Linked DNA regions of Mus musculus: all the other regions are linked to region 1. Evidence: chromatin contacts called from public Micro-C and promoter capture Hi-C data. All regions are on one chromosome and are shown on one strand. The core of a region is the stretch at or near the end of the contact, and the rest is flanking DNA. Distances in the headings are between cores, read along the strand shown. Region 1 holds the start of Fem1al (fem-1 homolog A like). Region 2 holds the start of Sptbn1 (spectrin beta, non-erythrocytic 1). Region 3 holds the start of Mtif2 (mitochondrial translational initiation factor 2).

Evidence for each region. Promoter capture Hi-C pulls out the DNA fragments that hold promoters and counts their contacts. Hi-C and Micro-C count contacts between places; a contact is called where the count stands out from the background.
Region 2: a contact with region 1 is called in a promoter capture Hi-C map of embryonic stem cells, with 3 times the contacts expected there. The contact joins the promoter of Sptbn1 here to the promoter of Fem1al in region 1. A contact is called at or near these places in 3 of 39 promoter capture datasets (embryonic stem cells and stem cell-derived epiblast-like cells).
Region 3: a contact with region 1 is called in a Micro-C map of embryonic stem cells, with 2.9 times the contacts expected there. The contact joins the promoter of Mtif2 here to the promoter of Fem1al in region 1. A contact is called at or near these places in 4 of 39 promoter capture datasets (the 3T3-L1 cell line, embryonic stem cells and trophoblast stem cells), 1 of 484 Hi-C or Micro-C datasets (embryonic stem cells), 2 of 115 datasets of contacts at active chromatin or transcription factors (embryonic stem cells and expanded potential stem cells) and 2 of 9 other capture datasets (embryonic stem cells and liver).

Annotation. Positions count from the first base shown.
Region 1 is chr11:29,823,318-29,827,456 of GRCm38.p6, reverse strand. It overlaps Fem1al (fem-1 homolog A like), which reads left to right and starts at 1,789. Exons shown (of 1, transcript NM_176829.2): 1 at 1,789-4,139. The coding sequence starts at 2,002. The coding sequence ends at 3,966. All of the region lies in intron 13 of Eml6 (echinoderm microtubule associated protein like 6), which reads left to right.
Region 2 is chr11:30,217,374-30,221,512 of GRCm38.p6, reverse strand. Sptbn1 (spectrin beta, non-erythrocytic 1) reads left to right here and starts at 1,741. Exons shown (of 35, transcript NM_175836.2): 1 at 1,741-1,934. The coding sequence starts at 1,787.
Region 3 is chr11:29,524,678-29,528,816 of GRCm38.p6, reverse strand. Mtif2 (mitochondrial translational initiation factor 2) reads right to left here and starts at 2,420. Exons shown (of 14, transcript NM_133767.3): 1 at 1,974-2,420.

The sequences.
Region 1 (4,139 bases), core at 540-3,039:
TCGGTCACAGAAAATGAGTTTGTCCAGGTAGGTTCAGCCTATGTCACAAACTGAGCATGCAGGCTGTGAGAACAAGCCAGGGGTGTGGAGCATGAATAGGTAAATGCTTGGGCATAGGGGACATTTTTAATTTACCAGACTGCTGGCAGTATGCGTGACGATCTCTTAAAATATACATTTGAAGATATTGCAGCACCCACTGGAGAGTTATTGGATTATTTGTACTGGCATCCTGAGAATAATTCAATAACCAAAAATTCTAGCCAGGCTAGTGCCCTAAGCCTTCACTAAGGCCCCCTAGAGGCTACATGGTAAGTCCAGGACTTACCAGAAAGGGCCCTACCCTAGGCCTAGGGGTTTTTTAAACGGCTGCAAAAGCTGGGGGTGGGGTGGGGTGGGGGAGTTCGAGAGCTGCTTTCAAAGGGTATGGTCACCCAAGGGTCGATGTCCTAACTCATATGTCACCTGGGAAGTTGGTCATAAGGACAGTGGCTGTGAAATGTCAACCCTTTAGCCCCCAGAAAAAAAAAAAAAGCTGGCCAGGCCCTATCTGGGAAATTAGAGTCAGCCCTCCTGCTGACTGGAAAAACTCCTTATCCATCGAATGCCAGTGTGTGTTTGTGAGCTTCCGCAGGCTCGTAGCAGGAAGAGTGGAACTGCGTGGTTGGTTTGGGCCCATTTGACTTTGTCAAATCTAACAGATGGGAACTCTGGCAGGATGTAAGGGGCAGGGACCTACTTTTCAGGCTGAGAACCAGGAGCAGAGCTAAGGAGCAGAGGGGAAGGGCAGCAAGTGAGAAGAAAAGAACAGTTAGAGAACATTATAACATGGCTCCAGCTGAGGCTGCAGTGGCTTTAACAGCAGCTTTTACACCATGCTAGGTACTAGCAGAGAATAAGGTCAGTTCTTAGTCAAAGACAAAGTGATTAAATAAGGCAAAGAACTAAGAGATCACACCAGGTAGTAATCAAACAAAGCAATAAACAAAATCCTCCCCCCCACCCCCCACCCCCAGTCACTGGGTCTGGGGGCTTATCAGGATGACCAGGACAAAAAGGAAGTCACACCTTCCTTGGCTGAGTTTACCTTGATCCTTGCATCAGCCCAAATGTGAATATTCTTATCTGAGCCTACTGCCTTGAGCCCAGTGACAAGTACTTGCCAAATTTTTATAAGTGGTACTAAAAGCTCTCTACATTCATAGGGGGCAGGAAGGGCAGTAAGTAGGATCAGGCAGGCAGGTAAACCTGTTGAACTAGTCTGCAGCAGGTTGTAAATGAGGGAGGGGAGAAGGGAAAGTCTAATGCTCAGAGCCCTGGTGCTGTTGAGCCAGAGAGCAGTGGTCCAGGCCCAGCCTGAAGTTCTCAGACGCAAGAAAGAAACTGTCTCTAAGGAGAGGGAAATCTCACCCAAGGGAAAAACTGGATGTCTCCCATCCTCAAGGACAACACAGGGGTATCTCCTATCTCAAGAACTCTCCCCTGGGACCATAGAGATGGGAAAGGATGGGGGCTTACCAGATCTTGGGCTAGGGAGTTCTCTTGTTGTGGCTGAGATGGGATGTAAACTTGAAGAGATTTTAGATCTGACTCACGGCACAATGTTATGATTATTAAAAAATAAAGAAATATAAGGATATGCCCTATGGAGGTGTGGTGAGGTATGGAGGAAGGTGGTGTCTCAGCCGGCCCATGTAGAGGCATCCCTTCTCTCTGAGGGACCACCATTTTATAGTGAGCCAGGCCTACCTGGCTGTTGCCAAGTAACTGTGGGGGTGAAGTCCAAACAGAATCCTAACAACTAGTGGACTCAAACCAGGACAGTTTTGATGCTGGGTCCAGTTTATATTCTCATTTATATCCTAAAACCACACACTGGGGCAGACAGACAATCAAGATTTAACAGAAGCAGGAGAACCGCTAAGATGACAGCCCTGGAGAAGGTGAAGGATGTCTCTGGCGACCGGCGGCCCGGCTAGATCCAGCAGCGAGGCTTCCAGCATGGATCTGCACACAGCGGTGTACAATGCGGCGCACGACGGCAAGCTGCCTCTGCTGCAGAAACTGTTGGCCAGCCGTGGGCGTGAGGAGCTGGAGGAGCTGCTGGGTGAGGTGGCCGGCGGTGGAACGCCACTGCTAATCGCAGCGCGCCGTGGACACCTAGACGTGGTGGAGTATCTGGTGGACCACTGCGGCGCCAGCGTGGAGGCGAGTGGCTCTGTGCACTTCGATGGCGAGACCATCGAGGGCGCGCCGCCGCTCTGGGCAGCGTCGGCCGCGGGTCACCTGGCCGTGGTGCGTAGCCTTCTGCACCGAGGCGCCTCGGTCAACCGCACCACGTGCACCAACTCCACACCGCTGCGCGCCGCCTGCTTCAACGGCCACCTGGACGTGGTGCGCTGCCTGGTGGGCGAGCACAAGGCGGACCTGGAGGTGGCCAATCGCCACGGCCACACGTGCCTTATGATCTCCTGCTACAAGGGCCACCGCGAGATCGCACGCTACCTGCTGGAGCGCGGCGCACAGGTGAACCGGCGCAGCGCCAAGGGCAACACCGCCCTGCACGACTGTGCAGAATCTGGCAGCCTGGAGATCCTACAACTGCTGCTGAGCTGCCACGCGCGCATGGAGCGCGACGGCTATGGCATGACGCCGCTGCTGGCCGCCAGCATCACTGGGCACACCAACATCGTGGAGTACCTCATCCAGGAACAGCCGAGCCACGAGCAGCTCTCAGGGACAGAGCTTCCTGGAGAAGGCTCCTCCCAGATGGCAGGAAACCACTGCTCCACCCCAGAAGATGCAGAACAGTATGAGAGCTGCTGCCCTACCAGCCGGGAAGCGGCTGTGGAAGCTTTGGAGCTGCTGGGTGCCACCTATGTGGATAAGAAAAGGGATCTGCTTGGAGCCCTGAAGCACTGGAGAAGGGCGATGGAACTCCGCCACCAGGGTGGAGGCTTCCTCCCTAAGCCAGAGCCCCAGCAACTGGTTCTGGCCTATGACTATTCCAGGGAGGTGACTACGCCTCAAGAGTTGGAAGCCCTCATTACAGATCCTGATGAGATGCGGATGCAGGCGCTGCTGATACGGGAGAGAATCTTGGGCCCCTCACATCCTGACACTTCATACTACATACGGTACCGGGGTGCTGTCTATGCGGACTCCGGGAATTTCGAGCGCTGTATCCGTCTGTGGAAGTATGCCTTGGACATGCAACAAAACAACCTGGAGCCCCTGAGCCCCATGACCGCCAGCAGCTTCCTGTCGTTTGCAGAGCTCTTCTCCTACGTGCTGCAGGACCACTCGGCCAAGGGCAACCTAGGCATGCAGCTTGACTTTGCCGACCTCATAGGTGTGCTCAGCAAAGGGGTTCGGGAAGTGGAACGGGCTCTGCAGCTGCCCAAGGAACCGGATGACTCCGCACAGTTCACCAAAGCCATTGCCATCATCCTCCACCTTCTGTACCTATTGGAGAAGGTGGAGTGCACCCCCAGGCAGGAACACCTCAAGCACCAGACAGTCTATCGCCTGCTCAAGTGTGCCCCTCGTGGCAAGAACGGCTTCACCCCACTACACATGGCGGTGGACAAGGAGACCACCAACGTGGGCCAGTATCATGTGGGCGTCTTCCCGTCACTGCAGGTGGTCAAGGTGCTGTTGGACTGCGGAGCAGACCCTGACAGCAGGGATTTCGACAACAACAGCCCACTGCACATCGCTGCCCAGAACAATTGCCCGGCCATCATGGATGCTCTCATCGAAGCTGGGGCCCACATGGACGCCACCAATACCTTCAAAAAGACTGCCTATGAGCTGCTGGACTCGAAGCTGTTGGCCAAGAGCACCGTGCAGCCCTTCAATTATGTGACACTGCAGTGCCTAGCTGCCCGTGCCCTGGACAGGAACAAGGTCCCTTATAAGGGCTTCATCCCAGAGGAGCTGGAGGCCTTCATCCAGTTGCACTGAGCCTGCCCAGCTGCTGGTGCCCACTTGGGCCTTACTTCTCCAAGCAGAAGCATCCAGGCCCTATGGCCTGCTGGAGTGAACCCAGCTGCTGATTCTAGAAGCCTTCAGGGTCACATGATAGGAAGACGGTCTTTTTTTGTGGAAGTGCAAAAAACAAAATCCCGGATGCCTGA
Region 2 (4,139 bases), core at 492-2,991, 390 kb before region 1:
CCATAAACAACATTCTTTTCTCCTGATTTATGGTTGTTAGAAGTGACGTATCAAGGGCAGGCTTGTAACCTGGAGTGCGGATTTGTTGGAGAATAACCAACTGGTGCTACACATAAGTTTTGTTGGGGAGTAACTTGGAAACTGGTGCTAGACACCAGCCTGTTAGTTAACCAGAGTTCAGCCTTAGGTCTGGTTCTCCAAGATTGAGTCTGAATCCAAGCCTTTCATCCAGGCCTTTCTCCAAGTCCTGTCAGCATGCCTGACACATACCCACGCACACTACTACCACATTCACGTCTACTACTGCCAGTGCCAAACCACTTCCATCGTTGGAGTAGCCTCCTAGAATCTGTTTCCACATGGCACCAAGAACTATCCTTTAGAATCACATCCACCAGTGGCCGATGCTGACTCAAAGGTCATCATCAGCCAAGTCTGATGAGCTATGCAGGGGAGCCCTGTCTAGCTCCCCTAGCCTTGTCTCTCCTTACCTTTCCCTCTGCACACCTGACTCCAACTATACTGAGCATACCTTGGTGTACCTTTGTCTGGTGTGCCATTCTTCTTGATCTGGCCATGATCTGTACCTTTTAGACACCGAGACCTACACTAAGCAGAGTATTTATTTCTGACCAGTCTAAAATAGCCAGTTTCAAATTCATCTGTTTGTATTTTATTTTCCTTAAACTCTCTGGCTTTTGTGTGTGTGTGTTTTTGGTCTCCCTTCTATGAGGATGTAACACTTGTGTCATTTATTGTTCTCCCCAGGAATCTAGAGCACTGCTGATCATGTAGTAATTCCTCAATATGGTTGGGTTCTGCATGTGAGTAATAGCTGTATTGAATGGAGAAACTGTATTTAAAACTAAACATATTTCTCTTGATCCTCCAAGAATACATTGATAAAGTGAAGACTTTAGTGAGCCAGAGCTTATTTCATAGTTATTCCTTAAAAAAAAAAAAACCCACCATTATCCTCAAGGGCTTTAAAGGAGTGGGCATTACTATTGGTATTGGTCCTAGAATTTATAGTAACAATGGTATAAATAATTATAATACCTATTGAGTATTTACTATGCATGGATACTATCTTTGTTGCCATATGCTTCCATCTTAACCTTAGGCATCAATTCTAATATGTAAATGAGACATAGAGACAGAATGATTTGTTAGTTTTTCTTATATAGTAGCTTATGAAGGAAAAACTAAACGGTAATAGACAATAAAACTAAGGGAATTCACTTAAAAAGATCCATGTAGATGCTGATACAGCCCTGATAAAACATTAAACCTTCACCTTAAACTTTTTTGGTTCATTTTGCTCTGTTTTGGTTTTTTTCAAGACATGGTTTCTCTGTGTAGCCATAGCTGTCTTGTACTCCAGGCTGGCCTCAGACACATAGAGATCAGCCTGCCTCTGCCTCCTGAGTACTGGGATTAAAGGTGTGCACCATCACTGCCCAGACACTTTAAACTCCTTTAGGAAAGAACATTAATTTGGCACCCAGTGTTTCCTTCAGTCTTCTCCCTCCTCCGGGTTTGGGGAAAGCATTAAAGTAGCATGACCGAGGTCACACATGTGCTATGAAGCAGAGCCAAAGTTCAGAACTGGCCTTGGCTCTAGAAGGCACATCTGGACAAGCAGTGACTGTCCTAGTTTTTCCTTATTATCACCCCAGCAGGTGTATAGAGGATGTACACTTTGTATACACACCTGTGCTTTTCCTTTTTTACTCACAGAACTCTGAAAAGTAACTGATGTGGACAAGCAGCTGAGACAGTCAAGATGACGACCACGGTAGCCACAGACTATGACAACATTGAGATCCAGCAGCAGTACAGTGATGTGAACAACCGCTGGGATGTGGATGACTGGGACAATGAGAACAGCTCTGCAAGGCTCTTTGAGCGCTCCCGCATCAAGGCCCTGGCAGGTAAGTGTCCTGATGTTGTATGTCCCACCTGTCACCAGATGTTCTGTAGTCCCTTGAACATCAACCATTTCTCTTTTAAGCTGTCTTGCTTGAAGTTGACCTCTCCCTGCTTTAACATATCCTATGAGAGCTTGCTTACCCTTTTATAAGACATTTACTTTTGGAGAGCTGCCGAACTTAATGACCAACATAGTTTAGAACACAGTAAATAATGTTTACAGCAATTTAGAAAGAGCTGCTAAGAGTTTGTAAGGATTTTTTAATTCTAACACATCTTTAATTTCAAGTGTTTTAACATACTATATTTATATAAAATATCCAACTTGGCTGTATACGTAATGCCAGTGGCAGATTAGCTGATCTTTTCGGTGAGAGGTTGGTAAGTACCTTGTTACAAGGGCTTTAGATCTGAAAAGTAGCAGTGTCCTGTGGGAAGGCCATATTTAATGCTGTTAATGAGTAGGTTTGCCACTGATCATTCCCATTCAGTTTCATTTTCTAGAGAAAAACCATGCCAGGTAGATGTTAAGTAGTTATTCCAATTATATTCTAGTTTACGATACAAAGTCTATTATAATAGGTGCCTTGATTATTAAATTGTAAGTTTGTCAGTACTTTTGACATGATTCACATGAACTAGAAACCCACAAGAAAGTATTCAGGAAACAAGGGAGCTAAACATTTATTCTGTGTCTGCTGATTGGATTCTTTGAAAAGAATCCTGAATTCATGATTATTTTTAGTCAAGTCATTTCTGTTTGCCAAGAATAGAGATGCATGTACTCTGAATTAAAGAGATGTGTTTGCTAGTAGAAAACACAGTTGTTCAACATGGACAGAGCCCTCATTTCATCCTTGCCATACAAAAACAAGTAACAGCAGCAGCATGTGATAGAATTAAAGGAGAATAAAGGGATTATCGTAAAATATCAGACAGGGGCCAGGTGTGGTGGCCATGCTTTTAATCCTAGCACTCAGGAAACAGAGGCAGGCAGATGTTTGTGAGTTTGAGGCCAGCCTGGTTTACCTAGCAAGTTTTAGGCCAGCTAAGATTGATGTGGTAAGACACTGTCTCAAATAAGAGAAAGAGAGATGGATGGAGGGAGACAGGGAAAGTGGAGGTTGGTCTCATGCAAAGCAGGCTCAACAAAGCCATGTGCTAACTGCTATAGGACAGTATCTCAGTTATTCTTCATTTGTTGGAGCCCTCCACTTAGTAACTGCGCCTTCATAATTTGTCTTACACCAGACTTGGGTGCAATGTAGATTCAATGAAACCTCAGTGCAAAATTATATTTATAATTTAATTGACTTAATAACCCAGTTTCCTTTTAGTACAAATTTCTGTAAGATTGGGTGTGGTATTGAAATTCTGTTTGGCCCAGATATTTATATAGCAGGCCATGGCTAGCTGGAGACTTACAAATGATTGCCTTTAAAAGAGGCAGCTTAAGACTGGTGCAATATTGCCCACCAGCCCTCCCAACCCAAGTTTGATCCCTGGGACCCACATAGTGTCAAGAGAGAATTGAGTCACAACAGTTTTTCTTTGACCTCCACACCATGCCGTGTCATGTGTGCAAATCTTTCCTTCAAATTAAAAATAAATAAAGACAGACAGACAGGAAGGAAGGAAGCCAGCCAGCCAGGTAGTGATGTGCATTTCTTTAATCTCAGCACTCAGGTGACAGAGGCAGGTCTGAGTTTCAGACCAGCCAGGTCTACAGAGTGAGTTCTAGAATGGCCAGAGCTACACAGAAAAATCCTGACTGACAAAAAAAAAAAAAAAAGATCAATCAGAAAAAATATATTTGAAGAAAATGTAGCAGTGCTACCCAGCGGTCTGTCTGTCTAGAGGTGTGGTTGGTGTGTTCAGAGCAGATAATTTGTAGATTAGAGAAAGAAGGCTTTTATGTTAACTTTTTAAGGGAGATTAGCATATTCTGCATGAAGATAAACCATCTGTGAAAGGAAACAAGGTGCAAATTGGCCCCAGAACAAGAGAGACTTAGGTAAATAAACAAGTCTCTTTTTAGCCTCCTTCTGTGAGTGCCTTACCCCCTGTAGTGGTCTTCCAGATTGCAGGAAGCCTGACTGCTGTATGCTGAGCGTCATTGCTCATCCCTTCCCTTTTGCCTCTTGTCAAATTCTAGTTGGAAGCACTGGTGTGTTGGGATTGGAGGGAGGCTTTGGGCACTGAGCTGT
Region 3 (4,139 bases), core at 1,171-3,670, 300 kb after region 1:
CAGCTGATGTCAACCTGTGGGTCACAACCCTTTTGGGGGTTGCATAGCAAATATCCTGAATATCAAATATTTATGTTTTACAACTCATAACAGTAGCAAAATTATACTTATGAAATAGCAACAAAATAACTTTATGGTTAGGCACCATCACAACATAAGGAATTGTATTAGAGGGTCACAGCATTAGCAATAAAGCTAAAGCTTCAATGGGACATGCCAATGCATCCTCCTCACATGTATTTATGGTACTGACAGAGGAATAGGCTCAACAGCTTGCGGTGAGACATGACTTCACTGTGTTGCTACACTGGCCCGGAGCTCATGATGCCTTTGCTTCCACCTCCTAGGTTCTGCCATGAGACCCATGTCACCAGGCCTTCCCAGCAGTGTTTTTGGTTTCTTTCTTTCTTTCTTTCTTTCTTTCTTTCTTTCTTTCAGACAGGGTTTCTCTGTGTAGTTCTATCAGTTCTAGAACCAAGCAGGCCTCAAACTCAGAGATTTGCCTGCTTCTGCCTTCTGAATGCTGGCATTATAAGTGTGCCACTACCACCTAGCTGATTTGTTTTTAAAGGAAATAAACGACAGCCAAGTATGGTATAGGTGACTGTAATCCTACCATCTGGGAAGTGGAGGAATGAAGGTCAGAAGTACAAGGCCAACTTTGGTTACATAGTAAGTTTGGGGCCAACCTAAGCTTCATGGACCTTGTTTCAAAAACAAACAAACAAACAAATAAAAAAATGAAAATACACCACACAGTCTAGGAGAAGGCTCAGCAGGAAAAAGTGTTTTTAAGCTTGACAACCTGGGTTCAATCTCCAGAATCCATGAGAAGATGGAAGGAAAGGTTCAACTCCCCAAAACTGTTCTCAAACCTCTCCCTGTAGCCCATGCCTTGTACATGATTTGCCCATATATACACATAACACACACCATACAGACACAGAAAAAAATACCAATAAAAGGAAAAAAATCTAGAGCTGAAAGTGACACAGTAAAGTAGTAGAGAAAGGACCTGATGCAGTAACAAAAGGCCTTGACTTGACACCTCTTACAGACCAGTCACTCTTGTCCTATGAGTCTCATTTTCCTGAGTTCTGAAAAAAGAAAGAAGTGTTTCTTTGTAGCCTTTCTATAACAAGGTTACAAAGAAAAAAATGAGATGATAAATGTATTGTTTCTCACTGATGACTTACTTTCTCTGAAGATTCACAACATGAATGTTACAAACATTCACAAGCCACCATCTCCCTCATTTATAGATAATTCTGAGGCTTTGTGGGTGTTTAATAGTTAGTATTTTACCTTAAAAGACTCATTCAAGAAGGAAAGGATCAAAAGAAATTCTGACTTCATTCCAAGTAAATGAACTAAGATTTAGAAATTCAAGCCAGGCCTGCTGGCACAGGCAACTCTAGGCAAAGGCTGGAGGATGCCAAGTTCAAAGCCAGTCTTCAGTCTTAGCTACATAGGGAGCTCAAGGCCAGGCTAGGTATATCAGGGAAACCACCTTTCAAAAGAAAATGCAAAAGATAAGAGAAGAAAGAGGAGGAGGAGGAAGGAGATGGAGTGAAGGGGCAGGGAGACAGAGAAGAAAGAGAGAATGCATTGCTTTAATCATGCAAGGGAGTAAAAGGAAGTGCTCAGAAAGCATAGGATTCCTTAAACCTTTTTTTTTTTTTTTTTTTTTTTTTTTAAGACAGGGTCTCACTATGTAGCCTTGGCTGTCCTGGAACTCACTATGTAGACCAAGAGGGACTCGAACTTATAGATCCACCTGCCTCTGCCTCCCAAGCGCTGGGATTAAAGATGTGCACTACTATGCCCATCTTACTTAAATCATTTTTAAATGAGCTGTGAAGCAGATTTGACAAGGGCACAGAACAATGAAACGAGACTCTATGAGACAAACCAACACAGAGATATATAATCGAGAAATCAGACACATCAGAATAATAACCCAAATCTCAAACCTGGGAAGAAATCTTGGTTGTTAAATATCCCAACGCCTCTCACTTTACAGAGGACAGTGGACTCAAGAAGGGGTCATTACTACTTCCATAAGGTTAGCGGCAACCGAGAACTCAGGCTGACAATTCCCATAGCGGAGAGGGCGTGCGAATGCTGCAAAAGCGTAGCTGCATTAACGGAAATGTCTGAATAGACCAGTAAGAGGATTTGGAAAGGAAAAAAAAAATCGTTGTGAAAAATCAAACACCGCCGCTGCCACGCGGGCCTCTGGGGAGCGCACCTGAGCGCTCGTGGACTCCGAAGCCGCGGCAAGTGACACTGGCACTCGCGACCACCCTAGCGCAGAGACCCCACTCACTCAACTCCCAGGCGAGGTCGCCCTCCGGACCCAGGAGAATTGTGGGTCATTCAGTCCGTCCCTTCCGTGAGGTCCCCGTCGTGCTTCCGGTACCGCCGGAAGCAGCTTCCCCATGGAATTCTGGGTTGTCTGTGGCTGGTGGAGGCCGGCTATGGCTGGTCCTGTAACCTGCAGCTTCGGCTGCTGGCCTGCAGTGGGGACCGGGTGCTCTGCAGTTCCCTCCCTTCTCCAGGAAGAACACGTACTTCAAACTTGCGTGTATCTAGCTGGAAGGAAGCGGCGCAAGGTGGCCCTAGAAAGCTCTAACGGGGTGGGCAGGGTAGGTAGTGGAGCTAGGGTTCTCCGGCTGCTGGCCCAGCCCGTTCACAGTGTGAACTTAGAGGTGTGTTGTCAACTCTGTGCCTCGACTTTATCTGTTGTATGGAATCACGGTACGGACTTCATAAGATCGTGGGAAGGTTTCAGTGACTTGTTGAGAGTACGAGTCAAGTAAACGTTTTTCGTTATGATTTTGGTTGTTTTTCTTCACTTTGGAGTTTTTCCGGTCTCCTCTTTGGCCACAGCCATCATCATCTCTTGAGGGTAACTCGTTTACACCTAGCACTACCACAGATTAAGGGAATAGCATAGAAAAGTTTCTTATCCCAAAGCACGCTTTACCATTATCTCTCATTGTCTACCCTAAACTCAGGTCCCTCAGTCCACTCATTTTCTTTAAAAAATTTTTGTCTTTTTTATTTGTATACACACACTGAATTCAGGAACTCAGGCTTGAAATAAGCTCCTTTATTCACGTAGCCATCTCATTACCCTTACCCCTTTCCATCACAAAGATTCAGTCAGTATTAATGACTATAGAGACTCCTGAAAACCTTTTTTATCTGAATCTCCATTAAGCCCACACTTGAAAATGACCCAAGTTCATAAACATGTATTGAAGTTCACTTTCTGTAAGCAGTTCTTTGCTCTCACTTGCTTTGGCAAGCATTGAGAAACCAGCTAAAATAATGTGTGGCCTACTAAAATTTACATCCAACCACCTGTTCATTTGCTTGCACCTGGACATTCCCTTTACCTCTACAACCTCAACCACATGGCCTTTTTTGCAGTTCAAACTCTGTCATCATCATTCCATCCGACCTCCGGCCTGGGTGCATTGTCTTTTCCTCAGACACTTTTTCTGTTAGTTTTCAGCTTCTGCTTCTCAGGCCTCTTTGAAAGTCCTTAACTCGGCTTTAACCCTTTCAACGTCTGTAGCCATTCTGTAGCCTGTAGTGTAGTTCTAATAGAATCACTGTATCTCTGGGCAAACATCAGAAGGAATAGTTGTTTTCTAGAAGTACTTGGACCTTGAAGAAATCATTGTAGAAAACTGTTTGGGTTCAGGAATCGCCACACAAACCATAGGAATAATAAGCAGGAATAGTTTATTGAATGCACATCCTAATACTGGTCAGACCAGAGACAGCTCAGAATTATCTCAACTATGACAATGGATATCCTTTCCTATTAACTTATAAAGGAAAAAAACCACAACGAGTTCATACACAGGTGCAGGAAATGCTGACTACTGGGCAACTCAGACTCAAGATATTTTAGACATAACAGTTCATATTGACCTTTAACCTCATGGATCCTACATGAAATTTTGTGGAATTTCTTAAGATTAATAAACCTCAGAACATAACCTAACAGATGCAGTCAGCATGATCCTGTTCTGAGTCAAATTATTTTTCTATGTCAATAACTGGCAGGCATATTACAGCCTCAATATAAAATAGTTTGTGAGCATGGAACAAAATGACTACAG